Regions from separate parts of the Mus musculus genome. Here all the other regions are linked to region 2. Evidence: chromatin contacts called from public HiCAR-type and HiChIP or PLAC-seq data. All regions are on one chromosome and are shown on one strand. The core of a region is the stretch at or near the end of the contact, and the rest is flanking DNA. Distances in the headings are between cores, read along the strand shown.

Evidence for each region. HiCAR-type assays count read pairs that join an accessible place to other places. HiChIP or PLAC-seq counts read pairs in DNA pulled down with a chosen protein or histone mark.
Region 1: an H3K27ac HiChIP or PLAC-seq map of large pre-B cells shows a contact between it and region 2, with 8 times the contacts expected there. The contact joins the promoter of Ccna2 here to the promoter of Ccdc39 in region 2. A contact is called at or near these places in 2 of 39 promoter capture datasets (hippocampal neurons and liver), 1 of 115 datasets of contacts at active chromatin or transcription factors (large pre-B cells) and 1 of 9 other capture datasets (adipose tissue).
Region 3: a HiCAR-type map of astrocytes shows a contact between it and region 2, with 4 times the contacts expected there. The contact joins the promoter of Zfp267 here to the promoter of Ccdc39 in region 2. A contact is called at or near these places in 1 of 39 promoter capture datasets (hippocampal neurons) and 1 of 115 datasets of contacts at active chromatin or transcription factors (astrocytes).

What each region holds. Positions count from the first base shown.
Region 1 is chr3:36,571,384-36,574,571 of GRCm38.p6, forward strand. It overlaps Ccna2 (cyclin A2), which reads right to left and starts at 1,655. Exons shown (of 9, transcript NM_009828.3): 1 at 1,398-1,655; 2 at 255-920. The coding sequence starts at 440. Bbs7 (Bardet-Biedl syndrome 7 (human)) reads right to left here. Exons shown (of 19, transcript NM_027810.3): 19 at 1,760-2,239. The coding sequence ends at 2,106.
Region 2 is chr3:33,843,050-33,846,069 of GRCm38.p6, forward strand. It overlaps Ccdc39 (coiled-coil domain containing 39), which reads right to left and starts at 1,261. Exons shown (of 20, transcript NM_026222.2): 1 at 1,056-1,261. The coding sequence starts at 1,145.
Region 3 is chr3:36,149,537-36,152,656 of GRCm38.p6, forward strand. Zfp267 (zinc finger protein 267) reads left to right here and starts at 1,544. Exons shown (of 4, transcript NM_001101478.1): 1 at 1,544-1,659. The coding sequence starts at 1,657.

The DNA of each region.
Region 1 (3,188 bases), core at 405-2,904, 2.7 Mb after region 2:
GGGGAAGTCGACACGCGAGTGGCAACGCTTGGTATGACCCCGGGCATTTTTTGGAACGCGGCGCCACTAGTGCCGAAGGGCGGTCTACACGGGTCGGCAGAGCTCGTGGGACTATTTGGTACTAGAAACGCCCGGACCGCGAAGACTGCAGCCTGACTCCCCCTGGAATGCTCAGCGTGCTTTCCGGCCCTCTGGGCTGCTAAACCCAGGACCGCTCCCGCCCGGCCCTCCTCCAGACCCCCGCGCCCTATTACCCGTCGAGTCTTGAGCTTCTGCTGCGGCGCGGGTCCACGCACGTTCCCGGCCTTCAGCACCGCCTGCGCCCGCGGCTGCTGGGCTGGCGCCAGTTTTTCGGGGTTGACATTCTCTTGGTCTTCCTGATGCAGCGAGAGCAGGGCTGAGCCCGCATCGCGACCCGAATGCCTCGAGGTGCCCGGCATCGCGGCTCCGGTCCGGTTCTGTCGGCGGCAGAGCGTGCACAGCGCCCGCCGCTCCGGAGCAGCGCGGGACCCTGGCGGCCGACCCGCGGAGCAGAGGCTGCAGGCGGGAGGAGCGTAGAGCCCAGGAGCCGCGAGCTGCGCGCCGCCCGCCGGCTGCTGGTCTTGTAGTTCAAGTAGCCCGCGACTATTGAAATAAACCAATGAGGGCGTCCGGAGTCCGTGACGTCACCAGAAGCGCCGGTCGCCGCGAGCGAAGGCCCGACGGGAATCTTACAGGGCGGGAGCCTGAGGACGCGCCTGCGCAGAGGAGGGCGGGGCGGGCGGCCGCTTTCGGCCGATCTCTGCTGCTCAGTGGATCTGTAGCCTCATAGGATCCTGCCGGAGCCGCTGGGCGGTCCAGACAAGCCCTCGGGGCCTCGAGGTGTCGGCCTTCGCCTCAGCTAAGGGGTGAAGCGCCTTCTCCTGGTCGCTGGGTGGCGCCTAGGCAGGAGCGTATGGATCTGAATGACAAACTGCCCCGTCCTGGGTACACTACTCCTTTCTCTTTCTCTGTGATGCTGCCATACAACATAGGGAAACGCTGGAACTTTTACTGTTTACTATTGTTTCACCTCTCCTGTATATCATTTGTTTGTTGTTTGATTTTGAGGCAGGGTCTCATAATGCTGTCCCAATTGTCCTGTGACTCACTGATATCCGTTATCAGAGCTCACTGATCTGGGATTAAAGGCGTGTCTCTATGCCCCGCATTCCAGTAAACTACCCCACCCCCACCCCCAATTAAAGATGGGTTAATTTAAAATGCCAACATGAGCTATTGTTGATAACAAGTGGTGTACTACAAGAAATTCAGCTGTCCATTAATTTTGCTAATCCTTGGTTGTGACATCAGACCATGAAGTTCCACTGACCCAAATAGATATTACATTTAGAAATGAAGTGCATTGTGGTACATACCTTTAATCCCAGAGTTTCAGATCTCTGAATTCAAGTTAGTCCAAGTCAGCTATGTAGTGAGATGATGTCTCAAAAGTAGAAAAAAAGTGTTCATAAGAAAACCGGGCAGCCAGGAGGCGATGGCCAAGCCTTTTCCGGGCATCTCAGGAGGCAGAGGCAGGTGGATCTCTTGAGTGCAAGGCCAGCCTGGACTGCAGAGTTAGTTCCAGGTCAGCTACACAAAGAAATCCTGTCTTGAGAAACCCTGTCTCGAAAAACAAAACAAAACAAAAACCACAAAAAAAAAAAAAAAAACCAACCCAAACACACACACACAGAGAAATATATACAAAACCTAAATAAATATATAAAGACACAAGTATATTACCTTAAATGTTCACATTTAATAGTTAAGAATCATACATAAAATATAATAAAATGTAATCATTGTTTTCATAACTACCCTTTGAAAACAAAAGACAGCTTATTTGCTCTTATTTAATAGTATTCTAAAACTTTCAATGCAATATTCCCCTGAAATGAATGACTAAAAGATCTTCTTTTCCCCTCAAGTACACAATAAAAAGGACTTTCATGGGTACTCGTAGGGGGATGCTTAGAGGCCGTCACTCTTCTGATTACATGTGGGACGTCCATCTGAGGTGCCTCGGGTCTGATCAGGCTCTGCTTGCTTCTTCGGCTGTCCTGTTGGCCTACCTTGTTTATCTTTCATGCTGCATCGAAGAAAGAAATCAGTGTGTTCTGGTCGTAGCTGTCGAGAATCTCCAGGAGCATGGGTACTTTGGTTTTTACATTAGTGCCTTTGAACTTAAATTTATCTATAAAAAGATCAGTAATCATACCTACGAAGAAAAATATTATTTCTTGTTATTGATTAGTTCTTTTAACAATGCATGTGGCATTCTCTCACCACCTGAGACTCCATTATTCAACACATACAAGCCTGGAAGAGGTTGGTGTTTTTAAAAACAGATGTGTATGTGGAGAAGGTTTGAAGCAACTTTCAAGACATAAATATTTGATAACCTTCTAACAATGGGTTGCAACTGCTGACCTAGACAAGCCACTGGTCGCGATTCTGAATCTGTGTCGGTGCACCCTGCATCCCAGCGACTGACTGCTGCTGCATCAGGAAGAACGTCTGAACTGAAGCACTTCACCCATGGGCTTACTGGGTGCAGAGGTCTGGGAAATTACTGCACCTTTGAGTTTTCAAGATGTAACACAGAGACAACTCAAGTTGTCTATTATTTATACAAGACCCTTGAAAAAAAGTATATTTTAGGAAGAGAAAAAGAATATACCATTGATACTTTTTATATTGGTCCAATGAGACTGAGTGCTGATATCTGCTAACAAAATGGCAATGCTTTTACAATAAACAGGTGAATACTTGCACTCAGTGGGATTTAAAAAAAAAATAGAAAAAGCTTCGTGTCAGTTTAAATCAGGTTTTATCATGAAGTCAATCAGATTAAGACAATTTGCTGGTAAATGATTTACAAAGGTAAACTTTGGTTTTCAAAGCTGCTTCCTAGATTTTGGAATCACAGATGAGAGACGGTAGATCTGCAACACCATCATGTAAGGATATTTTAAGAGACCCTGTGCTTGCCGAATAGTGAACACTCAGATATCAGTACTGTTCATCTGTGAGAAAGTCTTGGGTGCATAATAAATTCTGTAGGCAGGTTAGTGGATCAGTGTGGGCTGAGGACACCAGTCATGATGGCCCCAGGCCTGCATGTCAGGGAGAGAAGGGCTTAATGAAGGCTTTGCCACTAACTAGGT
Region 2 (3,020 bases), core at 11-2,510:
GATCTTTTATCTGTCCTAATATTGATGGTCCTTAAGGGGAAATGCCCAATCCTAACCAGAGGGGAGAGCAGAGCAAAGCAGAGCAGAGTAGAGTAGAGCAGAGCAGAGCAGAGCAGAGCAGAGCAGAGCAGAGCAGAGCAGAGCAGAGCAGAGCATTCCAAACGTTCCAGTCTTCTCAGAAGATTTACCCAAAAGTCTTTTATGCTCACTTTCAGAGGGCAGAAAATATTCTCTTCTACCTTGTCAATTTGCACAAATCTTCAATTCTTGGTTCCCTCTTCCCCACACCCTAGTACCATTTCGTGGGACTTTGGGTGACTGCTAAAGATGCATTAACTTTGTGGAGCCGGTTGCAATTAAAAAAACAAAAAACAAACAAACAAAAAAACGACTTAAACTGCATGTATTTTAGTTGGTGCAGGTTTGTCCTAACAATGTGAAATATTTCACCATCTTGTGACACCTCGATTCTCACTCTGAAACTCTATATTGCATACTTCACTAAAATGTTTTCCTTGAAAGCACCTCAAGCGATTTTAAACATCACAGAAACACAAATGCTGGCAAGAATGTGTCTTGTGTGTGCACATGTGTAAATGGTGGTTACTAGGAAACACCAAAAATGCATTTGTGATCCTTAATTGGATGGGAAAGGCCTGCTAGCTGGCACCTGAAACAGCTGGAAGAGTGAGACTCGGGTTTTATGGCCCTGAATAGAAATTGTTGCTTCGATAAAACTTTCAAATGTGTAGTAACTGATAGGAGCAGGAGAGAAAGTGGGGAGGCCGGAGTATCAGATCTAAGTGATGAAGTCAGGCCACAAGAGGTGCAAATGAGCAGCGCGGCACCTGTACGTGGGACTTGGTCTTCCCTGGCCCTCCCCCGGATTCCCACTGGATACCCACCTAGCCCAGCATCCTCTATTTACACTCCTTACCTAGTCTTTACCTGGTCATCCATTGGCAGTCCTGGCGGCGTTCAACCAGCCCTTTTACCATTCCTCAGCTGTTCCCCTCTGGTCGTCTCTCCCCTAAATCCCACCCGGTCCTCCTCACCTGATCCTCCAGGATCTTGTTCTCCTGATTGGCCACGGGGATGGCGAACCCATCTTCCCAGTGCAGCTCTGACAAGAACTCACTGCACATGGCGTACGAGGCTCAAAGGAATCACAGACAAGCCACCCAAAACCGTTCCCTGGAGCTCGCAGCCAAGCCTAACCGTCTGTATTCCGCGGCCCTAGCAACAGCCAGGCGCCCTTAGTTACCAAACAGGAAGCACTCAGGCTGGAAGGCGGAACTTCCTTTGAGAATTCCCTTGTCCTTTTTGCAGCCGGTAGAATTTGCTTGCCTGTGTCTGTGAGGCACAGCTCTCTTTGCACGGATAGATACACTCCCAGGACTTCCAAAACGTGCAAATCTGGAAGCTCGGGTGCTCCAGAGGACCACAAAGTTCGGGGATGGAAGGCATAGGCTCCTGGGGTGCCAGGATGGTGGACTACAGGATAGCAGGATGGACGACCACCAGATTGAGGGATAGTATAATACCCAAAAGTGGCTTCAGATTTGTTCTTAAGTCATATATAAGGGACCATGATCTGGGAACACAGATCCAGGCTGCCCCAAATAGCATGTTCTCGCATGGAAACTTGCTTCACTACGTTTTTGTAATTGCAGAAGAAAAGGAAGCAATAAATCAAGGCATTTTTCCAATGCATTGATGAAAACATCACCAAAGACTGTTAGTATTGGGTTTGAGATGGAAGCTGAGAAAACTCACTTTAGAGATGGAAATTTAAAAATTAAGGCTTTATTTTCTGAGTGCTCAGGGAGGCAGCCAGTTTGGGATCTGAACCACGTACGGGGTGGGAGATTATACAGCATTGTTATAGGATGGTAACACAATTCAAAGTGGGGAGCTGGTGGGAACTGCAGCGTTATCCAATTGTATTTTGACATTATGTGTTAAACATGGGAGTACCTGTTGGGAGACTGAGCCTGTACAGAGCACCTGGCTTCAAGGTCCTTAATTCATTCTCCAAGACATTAGGTCCAGAGCTAAGAGTGATAAGGGGACAAAGACGCTGGCAGGAGCATATGAACTTGTTTAACCCTGCCAGCAAGACAGAGAAGTTGTGCCTGAGATGTCTAGACTCAACCGTTTACAACAGAAGATGTTCAGCTATGGGGAAGCCCCTGGCTTCCCTGGGATCTGGGACCTTGAATTTACTTTATCCCTATGATTAAATGGAGTCTGAAAACGAAATGGTACTGCCTGGAGTAAGTTTCCTTTGCTTCTTCCCAACAACAGCATAGTTGGGAAGTCAGTGCTATCCATAGGTTTCAAATACTATCTGGTGACATTCATAGCTTTGGGGTTGGTGAAAGCTAGTGGTTTGCTAAGTTAGTACAGCCCAACAAGCATTACCTGGTCAAATGGGCAATGAACGGCTGGCTATTAAGGAGACTAAAGATAGCTCAAGATAATTTGGCTCTGGGTTTCCAACTCTACACCATCGAAGTTCTGATCAAGTCAGTCAGCTTTAACATAAGAGCAGAACGGCATCCACAGCAAGATGCTCACAGCACAACACTCCTACCTACGGCCCATCCAAAAGGTGAGCTGACAAACATAATATCCCAACTGCCTTCCCAGTGCCAGTTGCTGAGTTGTGTGTGTTCCACACACTAAGCCAGGGAGAATAGTATGCACTGGTATTTGAAAAGTTAATTCACTTCTTAAATTCTTTCTGATTGCTATGAATCTTTGCCAGGTTCAACCCAAGCCCAATTGTGGCAGGCCAGGCACCCAACCAGCACAGCAGTACAGCTCCAACAGCTGGCTCTTGCCATTGCCCTATGGCCTCTCTAGAGGCATCCCCTACAGGACTTCTGGTGTCAGGGGCTAAAGGCAGTAATTGTAGCATCTCAATTATCTACAGCAAGAGTCAGGGACAAGAAGGAGATGATGCAGGGTATCATGGCTAGCTCTGTGGGCCAGCTGTTATAATGTGTACCCTGTTC
Region 3 (3,120 bases), core at 294-2,793, 2.3 Mb after region 2:
AAAATTTGTAGACATGTGTGCATATGGTTGGGTAATTAAATTTGCACCATGTCTCACAAAAGAAAACCCGAATCTACAGCCTGACAATTAGGTCCAAGGCCAAACTAAAAAGGGGTGGTGGTGGTGGTGGTAATTTTTCTTATAATCTATTTAAATCACAGGGGGGCAAGGCCATGGAGGGATCAAGAGACAGGCTTCCCTCCTCATGTGCCCACCTTTGAACACTCCTGGTTGAAGTCCCCTGATCTGTTTTAGGACATGGTTACCCCCATTCACTGGGACCTAAAAGAAATATTGGCAGGAAACTGTGTTGCTTCACTTCTGACATAAATGGGAGAGATTCTCAGGTTCCCCTCACTTTCTTGAGGTCAGGAAAATTATAGCTCTCAGAAGAGGACTGTGACAGACGTGACCTGAAACCTGCTGAAGACCCGAATTTGGATGATTTAGTATAGTAACATATATATATATATATATATATATATATATATATATATATATATATATATATACACACACACACACACACACACACACATATATGTGTGTGTATACATATGTGTGCATGTATGTATATGTGTATATGTATGTATGTATGTATGTATACATATATGTATATGTGTGTGTGTGTGTGTGTGTAACCAATTCCACATATGATGATATGTTTGGATATACTGGGTTTTATTACAATCACTGTTTTAACTTTAATATGAACAGTAGAAAATTTTAAATTAAGTAAGTGTCTTAGTCAGGGTTTCTATTCCTGCACAAACATCATGACCAAGAAGCAAGTTGGGGAGGAAAGGGTTTATTAGGCTTACACTTCCATACTGCTGTTCATCATCAAAGGAAGTCAGGACTGGAACTCAAGCAGGTCAGGGAGCAGGAGCTGATGCAGAGGCCATGGAGGGATGTTCTTTACTGGCATGCTTTGCTAGCTTGCTCAGCTTGCTTTCTTATAGAACCCAAGACTACCAGCCCAGAGATGGTCCCACCTACAAGGGGCCTTTCCCCCTTGATCACTAATTGAGAAAATGCCTTACAGTTGGATCTCATGGAGGCATTTCCTCAACTGAAGCTCCTTTCTCTATTGTAACCCCAACTGTGTCAAGTTGACACAAAACTAGCCAGTACAGTAACACTTGAGTATTACTCCCCCTTTCTATATTCAATATTGCTGATTCAGGAGATTTTTTTCCCCTTTTAAAATTTGAAATTCAAGGACAGAGCTCAGGGGGAAATGGTGCCAAAGCTCTTCTCTATTGCGAATAATATACATATATATGATTCATAAATTGGTCTGACTTTATATACAATAGTAAATGGGAATGATTCCTCTAGGGTCAGCTTTACTACAACTGTACCAAAAACTTGTCATTTCAGCCCATAGGGTAGTGCTGGGGCCTGATGGGGCGGGACCGGAAAGTCATCCAATCAGCAGCACGATGGTGAGAACTTCGAATCAGACGTTTAGACAGGGTAGAGGGGGCGGGCCTTCATGCTGTGTTTCTGAAGTCCAGGATCTTGGAATCCTCCTCAGGCTGGGTCTCTTCCGGTGTAGACTGTAGCTCAGCCCTGCGGCATCCGTTTGCCCTGCGTCTGTAGGGTGCCGGGCCATCCACCGGGAGGACGCGGACTCCGCGTAGTCAAGCCACAATGGTGAGTGTGCATGGTGTCCTGAGACTGGAGGGAGGCTGTGTAGAGCCGGTGGGAATCGGCTGCGGCCAGTGCTCGATGTGGGAGGACGGTGAGCACTGCTGAAGCCTGCTGGTGAGTGTGTGCGTGGCGCGGCGAGGCTGGAGGGCTGCGGGGAGCCGAGGGGGAGCCGGCGACTGCATGGGGGGCGACGGCGGCCCCGCCTTCCTGCGGCCGGCCCTTGGGATCGGCCGGCTTGAGGTCCCCCTTGGTGGGCCATGCGTCACCGCGCAGCCTGAGCTGGAGATCCCCGGTACCCGGCCGCGCCCCCGAGCTAGCCGGTGCAGTGAAGGCCCAGGGTCAGACCCTGCTGCCCTGGAGTCCTCAGAGGCTCCAGCCTAGTAGCCCGGATTGTGCGGCGATAACCTGCAAGCGTAGGGCTCCCGCAGGGAAAGTGTTCAGTGAGGTGTCCTGTCCCTCCTCCCGAGCAGTCTAGATAAACGCGAAGCAGAATCTCCTATCCAGATGACTGCTCTTCCCCTGTCCTCGCTTCTCCTCTGGTTGGAGGAAGATTCCTAAATTTCCATCTCCTGACCGCATTCCCAAATGCCCATTTAAAAAATAATATTAACACCCATTTCCCACGCAGCATTTCAAATAGACATACATTTTGCTTGATTGGTTTTTTTCCCCACTCCACACACTGGGCGACATTTTAAAAAGGATTTACCCTATGGATATTTAACATAAAATCACTTGATTTTTTATTAAAACACACACACACAATGCCTCTCATTTTGTCATCCTTAGACACAGGAACCCCAATCAGAATGCTTTGGGGTTGTACTTGCCTTTTGGAGATTTTCCATAGTGATGGGTCTATCTTCATCTGACTCTACTTGGCCCTTTCCTTGCCCGGGTTTCAGAGATGCCAACACCAGCTGCCTTGTCTCCAGTGTCTAGGAGCATCCAATGATGTCAGTGTCTGGGCTGATCGTCCCAGCAGCCTGGGGTGTGAGGCTAGACCGCATTGGGACGCTGCTGGATGTCTTGGTGTTCTCCCATCTGAAACGCACTTGAGCTATCTCAGCCTTTTGATCAATATTCTGCCAGTTGTACTTAGCATGCAGGAGGCCTTCTGGTTGCTTAATTAAATCCTTGCTGCAAGTTTGTAAGAATGAATCCAGACTGCCAAGTAGTCATGGGAGAAGTGTTCTGTAAACCAGTTCTGGGCTTTCCCGCCTTGCTCTGCATCCCTTGTAGGGACGGAAGGTGACAGGGCTCATGGGCCTGCTTGTCCCCTTGTTTAGACTCACTAGCCTTTCTTGCTTCCTTGTTCTGTTGTTATTGTCTCTTTTTCATTTGTTTATTTATCTTCTGAGCTGGATAGGTGCATGCCAGCCATGGGATCCTGTGGGGTGAGAGGATTCTGGTCGTCTGTCCATAAAGGGAATCCCAGGGACCAAACTTAGGTTGACAGTTGTG